Linked DNA regions of Mus musculus: all the other regions are linked to region 2. A link is a contact called in public Hi-C and HiChIP or PLAC-seq data. All regions are on one chromosome and are shown on one strand. The core of a region is the stretch at or near the end of the contact, and the rest is flanking DNA. Distances in the headings are between cores, read along the strand shown. Region 1 has its middle 7.5 kb from the start of Gm32355. Region 2 overlaps Gm32994 (a long non-coding RNA gene). Region 3 holds the start of Ptp4a3 (protein tyrosine phosphatase 4a3).

What was found. Hi-C and Micro-C count contacts between places; a contact is called where the count stands out from the background. HiChIP or PLAC-seq counts read pairs in DNA pulled down with a chosen protein or histone mark.
Region 1: a Hi-C map of cortical neurons shows a contact between it and region 2, with 4 times the contacts expected there. The contact joins two enhancer-like sites. A contact is called at or near these places in 1 of 39 promoter capture datasets (hippocampal neurons), 6 of 484 Hi-C or Micro-C datasets (cerebellar granule neurons, cerebellum, cortical neurons and 2 more) and 2 of 115 datasets of contacts at active chromatin or transcription factors (both in embryonic stem cells).
Region 3: a contact with region 2 is called in an H3K27ac HiChIP or PLAC-seq map of embryonic stem cells, with 3 times the contacts expected there. The contact joins the promoter of Ptp4a3 here to the enhancer-like site in region 2. A contact is called at or near these places in 3 of 115 datasets of contacts at active chromatin or transcription factors (double positive thymocytes, embryonic stem cells and forebrain).

What each region holds. Positions count from the first base shown.
Region 1 is chr15:73,981,015-73,984,035 of GRCm38.p6, forward strand. No RefSeq gene overlaps it. Among named protein-coding and RNA genes, the nearest start is that of Gm32355, 7.5 kb to the right of the region's middle. Within about 2 kb of position 1,562, at least 35 of the 459 cell types and tissues checked have an H3K27ac peak or open chromatin away from gene starts, as enhancers often do. A contact at or near this core is called in cortical neurons and stem cell-derived motor neurons, where this site is marked.
Region 2 is chr15:74,677,957-74,680,806 of GRCm38.p6, forward strand. It overlaps Gm32994 (a long non-coding RNA gene), which reads left to right. Exons shown (of 5, transcript XR_003951652.1): 3 at 1-1,750. Among named protein-coding and RNA genes, the nearest start is that of Gm32994, 6.4 kb to the left of the region's middle. Within about 2 kb of position 1,370, at least 164 of the 459 cell types and tissues checked have an H3K27ac peak or open chromatin away from gene starts, as enhancers often do. A contact at or near this core is called in cortical neurons, embryonic stem cells, forebrain and 1 more, where this site is marked.
Region 3 is chr15:73,746,531-73,749,366 of GRCm38.p6, forward strand. Ptp4a3 (protein tyrosine phosphatase 4a3) reads left to right here and starts at 1,496. Exons shown (of 6, transcript NM_008975.3): 1 at 1,496-1,935.

The sequences.
Region 1 (3,021 bases), core at 312-2,811, 700 kb before region 2:
TGCAGGTGGGCCTTCCTCTCATTCAGACCATCTCCGTGAAAGGTTTTCCAGCACCCATACAAACATCCAAGAATCTTCAAGTTGGGGCTTGCTTTCCTTTTGGGGATGGCTGCTGCTGTTATAGGTGAGGTCTAGGGTCTCCCACAGAGTTCTCATCTCACTTCAGGCCTGTGGCTGCTCTAGGCTGGATCTTTTCGTCCTGGCCTTGCTCTGTGCCTAGAGAAGAGAGCAGTGAGAGATGGGCTAGGCTGATGCTGGCCGGGGTTGGAGGGAGGAGGGAAGATTAATTGGTTCTCATTAGCCTAGGAGTCAATTTGCAGACATTCGGTAAGAGCCCCTGTAAAGAAAGCTGTTGACAAATTGGAGTAGATTCAAACCAAACAGCGAGGCCCTTGAGGGACTGAGGAAGGACTGGAGAGCCCCGAGCAACAAGCAAGGTTGATTGGCTCTCACATAGGCCTCCATTGTGGGCATGGGCCAGCCATATACCCTGCTGATTGGACAACCATGGTCTGATCTCACAGGTGAACACAGTGGGCCTCCTCCAGTGTCAGTGAACTCGACCAAGTTCACAGGGCAGCCAGGACCCAGAGCTCACATGCCTCGTCCCCATAGTGATATCTGGGCCTTCCAGTTCAGGGCTGCCTCTGTCAGGATGCAGCTCTCTCTTTCTCTCTCTCTCTCTCTCTCTCTCTCTCTCTCTCTCTCTCTCTCTCTCTCTCTCTCTCTCTCTCTCTCTCCCTTCTGGTTTCCAGTCTCTTCATCTATCAGCTAGGCACTCTCAGGCCGAAAGGGCTTCTGGGTAGTAGCAGACAGTCCCAGCTATTTCTGGATTCAGCTGCTGCATCTCTGGATCCTGGGCGAGCCTCTTGTCTCTGCATACCTATTGCAGTGTGCTTAGCTAGTTAACACATGGTGGCAAAAATAGAGGAAAGCAGCCGAGGGGTTCCAACCCACAAACCCCTCTGAGCACACTGCTCTGTCCAAAGGCTACAGAACTAGTGAGGCTTATCTGAACCCTGAGCTGGGTTTTGAGGAGTAGATAGGAGTTTCCTTGATGCTAGCACTGGGTGGACGGAACAGCACGGGTCCAGGCACAGGGAAGCAGGTGTAGTAAGTGATGGGGTACTGCGATGTGGAGTGACTTGGTGTGTGAGGGAGGTTAGGTTCAGCATGGCCTCTCTCTCCCGCTGCTCAGAGTAGCAGGTGAGTGCCCGGGCATCCTGGTGGCCTGTGAATTCCCCAGGGCTTCCGGCCAGCCCCACCCTGCAGAGCTGTCTGGCACCCGGTGTGAAAATGAAGATTGATCATGGCGGCAAGGCAGCCTGGCCGCAGAGCCAGCCGGGAGTTGCAGCAACCCCGGGCTTCATTATTATTTTAAGTGTTACTCAGCTTCTTTATTGAATTCTCCAAGTCAGGAAAAATTCTGGCGAGATAAGAAGTTGACATTTTCAGACGCAGCAACGAGAGAACTGTGCAGGCGGCGAGGACAGCGCGCGCAGAGCCTGCTTGGCATGAGAATGTCCCAGCCCACTGCCACCACCCACGGCCACACAGGCACATGCACAGGCGTGCTGACTCAGGACAAGGGAGCCCAGCCAACCGGGGGTGGGGGCAGAGGGGAGGGAGAGAGGGGGAAGGCTGCTTCCGAGAAAACCACTGGAGACCTCTCTCTTCTCTCTACCTCCCCCTACCCTGCCTGTCTCCCTACCTTCCTTTATTGAGTACCTACTATGTGCCAGGCTGGGGTGCACACTAGCTCAGCATAGGGCTCTTTTTTTGCCTTAGAGTAAGGCTGAGGATCACAAGCTGTCACTGTGGAGCAGTGTGCACGTGAACAAGGCCAAGTAGAACTCAGGGGAGGAGATAACCTAGGGTCCTTCCAGGCCTGATTCCTGGGTGTGTCTGAGGCTACTGGCCTGAAGTGAAGTAGGTATTGACTTTGGGTTCAGTATCTGTTTGCTAAGCACATGATCACAGTACACCTGCTAAAGAAATGGACAGCTCTTTCTGGGAAGCTACATAGGAATTTCTGTATGGATCTTAAGGGAATTATGATTATAGGGTTTTCTCAAGGGAACATATTTTGTTGGTCTTCTGTGAAGGTCATGGCTGGGGATACAGACCTGATGGGGAGGCCCAGCCAATATGGCCAAAGGACAGAGGAAGAGACAGAGGTAAGATATGGAGGCCAAGGTTCCAGAGCCATCTCTTCAGATCCTTGGCTGGCTGGCCTCAGGCCTGGAACAAAATGGGTCTGAATTTGAGTATTCCGTGAAAGAATGACATGATCTCAGACACACACAACATTGTCCCAGCCCTGTGGTGGGAAGGTCCTGAGACCATCTCACCTGCACATGAACTCTAGGAAATTACTGTCCCAGAACAGGCTGAGTCTAGGTCATTGTCTTAGGGTCACCACCTGCCTCTGTGGCCTCCTCTTTCACATAGGTACACTTAGGGGTACAGAGAGACACACAGATGCATCCACACAGACATACTCATGAGCAAGCCTGCAGCTGCTAGTCCCTCTTCATCCTTCCAGCTTACACAGGACAGAGCTTTCTGCACCCCAGGGCTTTACCTCTTCTCTGTAAACCCATGGGCAACGGTTATGTCGGGAATGTTCCCCAAAGGCCCATATACTAACTTAATCATAGCCAGGGACATTGGAGGGTGGAGTCTTTAAGAGGTGGGGCCTGGTGGTAGGAAGTTAAGTCATTGGTGCCCCCTTGAAGAAAAGTATGGGGAACCTACCCCCTCTCTCAGCTTCCTTGCTCTGAGGGGTGAACAGGCCTTCTCTGCCACCATGATATACTCTGCTGCCATAGACCCAAAGCAACAGGGCCTGGTGACCACGGGCTGGAATCTTTGAACTGTGAGGCATATCTTTTCTTCCTCTTTGCTCTTTGTCTCAGGTATTTTGTCTTAGTCACAAAAAACTGACAAGAATTCAGGCCCCTCACAATGAAAAGCCTTGTGCGTACAGAGTAACAGCAGTTTGTAGCTCAGGGGCCGAGG
Region 2 (2,850 bases), core at 120-2,619:
AGGCCACTAGGGCACCTCCTCCTCTTCCTCCTCCTCCTCCCCTTCCTCCTCCTCTTCCTCTTCCTTGTCTTCTTCTTCTTCTTCTTCTTCTTCTTCTTCTTCTTCTTCTTCTTCTTCTTCTTCTTCTTCTTCTTCTTCTTCTTCTTCTTCTTCTTCTTCTTCTTCCTCCTCCTCCTCCTCCTCCTCTTCCTCCTCTTCCTCCTCCTCTTTCTTCTTCATGAAGGCTGAGAAAGCACTGGGTGGACCTGTGGCTACAAGGATCCTTCTGACCAACTGTCCACCCTCCTGTTCAGTTGACAAATGCCAACTCTATGTTAAAGTGAGAAAGCCTTGACTCCCTATAGCTGTCCATATTCTGTGCCTCTAGGAAGGGTCTCCAGGCACAGCGTGCCTTGGTCTATCTTGTGTGCATCTGCACAGAGTCTCTGAGATGAGTGGTCAATCTTGGTATCTGCACAGGTCTGGAAATGTGTTTTGTGTGCAACCATATATGTCACAGTCGTAGCCCCCTTTAGCTTTTCCTAGTGTACCTGCTTCCAGCCATCACTGGAATGCAGGAGCCAACAGCCAGACATAAAGAGGGACTGCCAGATGTGTGAGGGTGCTACTCCAGGCCAAGGACATGGCCATGTGGGTTTTGTCCATGTGGGGGCAGAACATGGATGGTAGCAGAGACCAGGTATCAAGGTGAGTCAGGTCTCCCTTATTCTAGCCAGGACACCAGCCTTGAGCCAGGGCCATTGTACCCAGGACCTCCTCAGCCTGGGGAGGACATGGAGGGTAGAGAGGGTAGAAAAGAATCAGGATATGGGGAGATGATTTGGTGGCTGGTGTTCTGGATGTGTGAGCTGTCCCTGCTTTGGAGAGATGGCCCAGGAATTTGGGCTACCAAAGGGACAAGAATGAAGACTATTAGGGTTCCCTATATCCAGGTAGCCAGTGCTGAGCTGGGGGTAGGGGCAGAGTTACGAACCAGGAATGAGTAAGAGCCATGGGAGGCTGGGCTGAGGTGGGAGGCTGGCAGCCACCCCTCATCTCTGCTCCACTGGGGCCCTAGCCAGTCTGAGTGCCCACCTACCAACTCCCTGTGCGCCCACTGGGCTGGATCATACAGGAGCAGTTCTCCATCAGGGGTGGGGTTGGGGGGGCTACTGCCAGCTGGCCGATGAGACACCCCCAGAGCTGAGAGTTCAGATGCCCATGCCAGTTAGAGGGTGGCGTTCAAGGCTGCCACCCCCACCCTGGCGGCTGTGTTTTCCTGCTGTTCTCTGCAATTCCATTTAAATACCTCCCAGAGCCAGCCCAGCAGCAGCCTGCCTGCTTCCGGCACCATAAAAGGAGAGAGGCTGAGAATAGCTGAGCCATGACGCAGCAAGGAGCTTCCCCACGCAGGAAGGCTCTGTGCGCTGAGCCTGCCACCACCCAGGGCCCACCCTGCCCTACACCTGCTCAGCCCCTGCCCTGAAGGAGAGGTGGGGACCAGAGTCCCTGGCTGGAGACTGGTGACATTGTCCCTGCCATTGGTGGCTTTGTGACTCTTAAACCAGACCTGCACAAAGATCTTGTATCAGGTATTTGTTTACTTGTACCCTAGAGCTCTGGTTCCAGGAGAAAGCAGATGGCCCCCCGGGTGGGGGGGCCCTGGGCAGTAGTAGCTCCTCAGTCCTGTAAATAAATCCCTAGGAACAGCGTTCAGGCTGAAGGGTTCGAGCTCTGGGCTGGGCGTACACCAGCGCCAAGATGCAGACAGGTAAGAATGCTTAGAATTCCTGTGCCTGACATTTCTCATTCTGTCACAAAGGGGAGTGGGGTACCAATAGGGATGGAGCACAGTGCCCTGAAAGAGTTCAGATTCACACAGAGAACCAGGAAGGGCTTCCTAGAGGTGGAGCCTGTGGGTAGAAGGCAAAGAGCACAGGTTGAGCAGGGGAGGCCAGTGCTGTGTCCCCTCCACTCTTTTGGCTCCCTAATGGCCTTCAAGCGTGGTTACCCTCCTCTGGCTGGTGACTCCTCCGTTTTCTCTCTGGGCGGGGAGGGTGTTGGATCTGGACCTCTTTCTTTCTCCGATGTCTCCTCCTACCAGAGGCAGCTCATCTGAGTTCTCAAGCCTTTGCCCTGGGCTTTGAAACTGACAACCAGCTCCCAGTGAGTGACCTGTGGAGCTGCAGACATGTGGAGATCCAAGTTGTCTCCCCACTTCCTGTAGTTCTCTAGCTAAGGCAAGCAGGTCTCTACCATTGATGGATCTCACAGGTACCAGGCACGACTCTCGGTCCCTCGACCCACTGGAAAAGGTTGTGCATGGGTTCAGGGTCTGCCCCAAACTGCCCAGTTGAGCAACCCCCCCCCCCCACACACACACACATCTAGCCCTTTCTCTGTCCAAGGACAGGGGAGGAGCCCAGGTTGTGTGGACTTTCTTTTCTTTTTTTTTTTGTTTTTTTTTTTGTTTTTTGTTTTTTGTTTTTTGAGACAGGGTTTTTCTCTGTATAGCCCTGGCTGTCCTGGAACTCACTCTGTAGAACAGGCTGGCCTCGAACTCAGAAATCTGCCTGCCTCCGCCTCTCAAGTGCTGGGATTAAAGGCTTGCGCCACCACGCCCGTCTGTGTGGACTTTCTAAGAAAAAAAAAAGTGAGCAGACACTGTAGGGATCAGATGACCAACACAACCACTTCTCAGCCGTGAGCTCCATCATGGACACTGTGACCACCACAGCTGCTACCACATCCTCACCATTATCATCCCCACCATTGCCACATCTCCAAGCATCACCCATCAGCCCATGACCACGGGCAGGACCCCACTTTACCTCTCCATTTTGACCCCTACACAAACATCCCCAGTTTCAC
Region 3 (2,836 bases), core at 246-2,745, 930 kb before region 2:
CGTGATAGGTTCTGGATGGCTCCCCAATCTGGACCTCTGCCTAGAACACCAGGTCATTTGTTCCTTCCATAAACAAGCGGGAGCTTCTTGGTGCCATGCCTGGGTGGGAGGTGGGGTATGGGTGGGGCCCAGTGCTAGGTTCCCCCTCCCTTTAAGGATGCCTTCCCTGGGCTGGGCACATAGCCAAGGGGGTTGGGGAGAGCCTGGGGTTAAGGAGCCTGTTTTGTGAGGGGTTGCACCCTTGGAACTGTGCGACACAGGGGTGTAAGAGCTTTGGATGAGTTCCGAGGGACTGGCGTGGGTGGAGCCTGCTAGGGTCTCCCCTCCTGGCCCCAGAGATGGGTTACTCTGGGAGGGCTCCAAGAAGGCTCTGGATGTGTTATATATAGACTTCTCCGAAAGGCTTGGGGCCCTGCCAGCTGTAGCAGGTGCCCCCAGGATTAGCTAGAGGCCCCAGCATGCTGGTGTGTGTGTGTGTGTGTGTGTGTGTGTGTGGTGTCACTTGGAGCCCCGGTTGCAGCCCTGGCTGGTGCAGCATCTCAGACGTTGCTGGGCCTGTCACTAACAAACCCTTTTCTAGACAACTGATGGGCCACCAGGGATGGTTTGATGTGCTTTCTCCTACCCACCTGGGATTGGGACCAGTAGGGTCTCTGGGGGAGGGCAAATCTCCAGTCATGGTCCAGCTACCTGGCTGGGTGACTTGGGGCATCTACTCAGTATCTGTTGTGTTGCTGGAGGCTGGTGCCTTGTGGAGGGTTCAGGATCTGCAGTCAGGATGGAAACTAGTGGAACAGCTGAGACCATGGGTCTGGTCAGCAACAATGCCGTTAACCTGCTGGATTTATAAGGGTGGCATATTCTGGGGATCTTAGGTGGCTGCCTAGCTTTCTGGGGGTGAGCCAGGATGGGGCTGCAATGGGATGCTCCAGCCTGGACGTTATCAGCCCTGCTTACCTGGGCCAGGGGGAGAATGGGGGATAGTAGGCTCTGCTGTGCAAGGTTGGCTAATGAGACTTCTCTCTGGGAGTATTAGGGGCATGCCCTCCCCTGGCTCAGGTCCAGCCTTTCAGGGATCATTCCTCTCCCCAGCACCAACTACTGATTGCAGGGCCAGGCCTCTGTCTGGGAGCCGGGCTTGGGCCAGGGTTCCCAGCAAGGCAAGGCCTCTGGGGATTCTGTGAGCTGGAACTCAAGCCCTGCACCAGAAGGCTCCCAGGGCGGTGCAGCCACTGGGGCAGGTGCGGACTGACATCTGTCTCCATTCTTGGGCGGGAGAGCACAGGGTTCCTGCCTGGGATGCCCTAGGACAGAACCAGGATTCCGTCTGGTCAGTGGAGCCCAGGAGACGATCCTGCTCAGGGGATGCCCTGGAAGACTTCAGGAGAGCTGGGTGGGTGTCAGTTCCCTTGGAGATGAGCCTGTGTAGAGTCGGCTCCCATCTCTTGTGTGACTCGAGTGTGCGTAGGTTCAGTGCCTCAGGTTCTTCAGCTGTAGTCTGGGAGTGGTGGCTCTTAAGGTGAAGTGTGGGCTAGTGCGGCTGAGCACACAGTAGCTGTTCAGTGTGCGCATATGAAGCTGGAGAGCTGGAAGGGTTCCTCCTGGCTTGTGGCCCCTCTGCAGAAGGAGGTCTCCTACCCAGCAGGATGCAGAGGGGATGGCAGGCGGGTCCGCGGTGGTCCTCTCCCTTCCTCCTTCCTCTTCCTCTGCTGGCCGCGCCTTTGTTTGCGTGCTATCTTTAGGCAGCAGGTGCGGGAGCCGCTGTGAGTCGGGTCGCCCGCCGGTCACCGCCCCCCCACGTGACGCCGGGCGCTATAAATAGCTGGGCGGCGGGCGGCGGGCATCCGCCCGGAGCCGGCGCCGCTGCGGAGGGCGCGCACGGGTCCCGGCCCGGCCGGCCGGCGCATGGAGGCGGCCGCACGCCTGCGGGCGCGGGTGAGCCGGGCTGCGGGCGGCGGGGACCCGGCCTCGAGGACGCTCCCGAACCCTAACCCTACTGGGATGGGCCCTGCACGGGATGGCGGCTCCCTGGCGGGCTGGGTGGGAAGTCCCGCTGAGGTCGGGGAGCTGTGTGCCCTCCCCACGCCCCACTACGGGTCCTTGGGGTCCCCAGCCCATCCACGGAGCAGTCTTGCCTGTCTTGACAGCACAGAGTCCTGAACTGTGACCCCTGACTCCTAAGTGTCACACAGGGTCCCATTTAGGTCCCTTCTGAAGCTAGATGCACTCCCACCCCACCACTTGAGGGTGTGGCTTCTGACTACCTCTGTGTCTTTTTTTCCCCCCTGGGGTTCAAGTGTTCCCGATTACTAGACTCGATGTTGAGAAAACCTGGGTGTCTGGACGGCCGGAGCTGGCCAGGGTCCAGAGAAGGTCCTTCCACGCCCCTCTGTCCCATGTCCTCCTCTGGCAAACAGGGACAAAAATGGGTCTTGAAAAACATGCCGGTCTGGGAGCAGCTGAGGGCTTAAGATACTGCTAGAGGAGGCTGGGCGGGGATAGAGAAGGGCCCAGGTCATAGTAGGGTCCTTAAGCACCAGGGGTGGGGAGGGTGTGGTGGCTTGACTGAGTGCCTGTTGAGGCAAGGTGAGCTCAGCTTCTGTTCACACCTAGAGCTGCTGGGATAGGGGTGTAGGTAGCCGGTGGGCCCACAAGCCTTGGCTCAGGCCTGCTAGAATGCAGTAGAGGTAGACCCCCCCACCCCCCCACCTTGTTCTCTGGTCTTCTTAACCCCATAGAAGTGATGTGTCCACCTGGGCATGGTGGCAGATGCCTTAAGTCCTAGCACTCAGGAGGCCCAGCCAGGTGGATCTCTGTGAGTCTGAGGTCAGCCTGG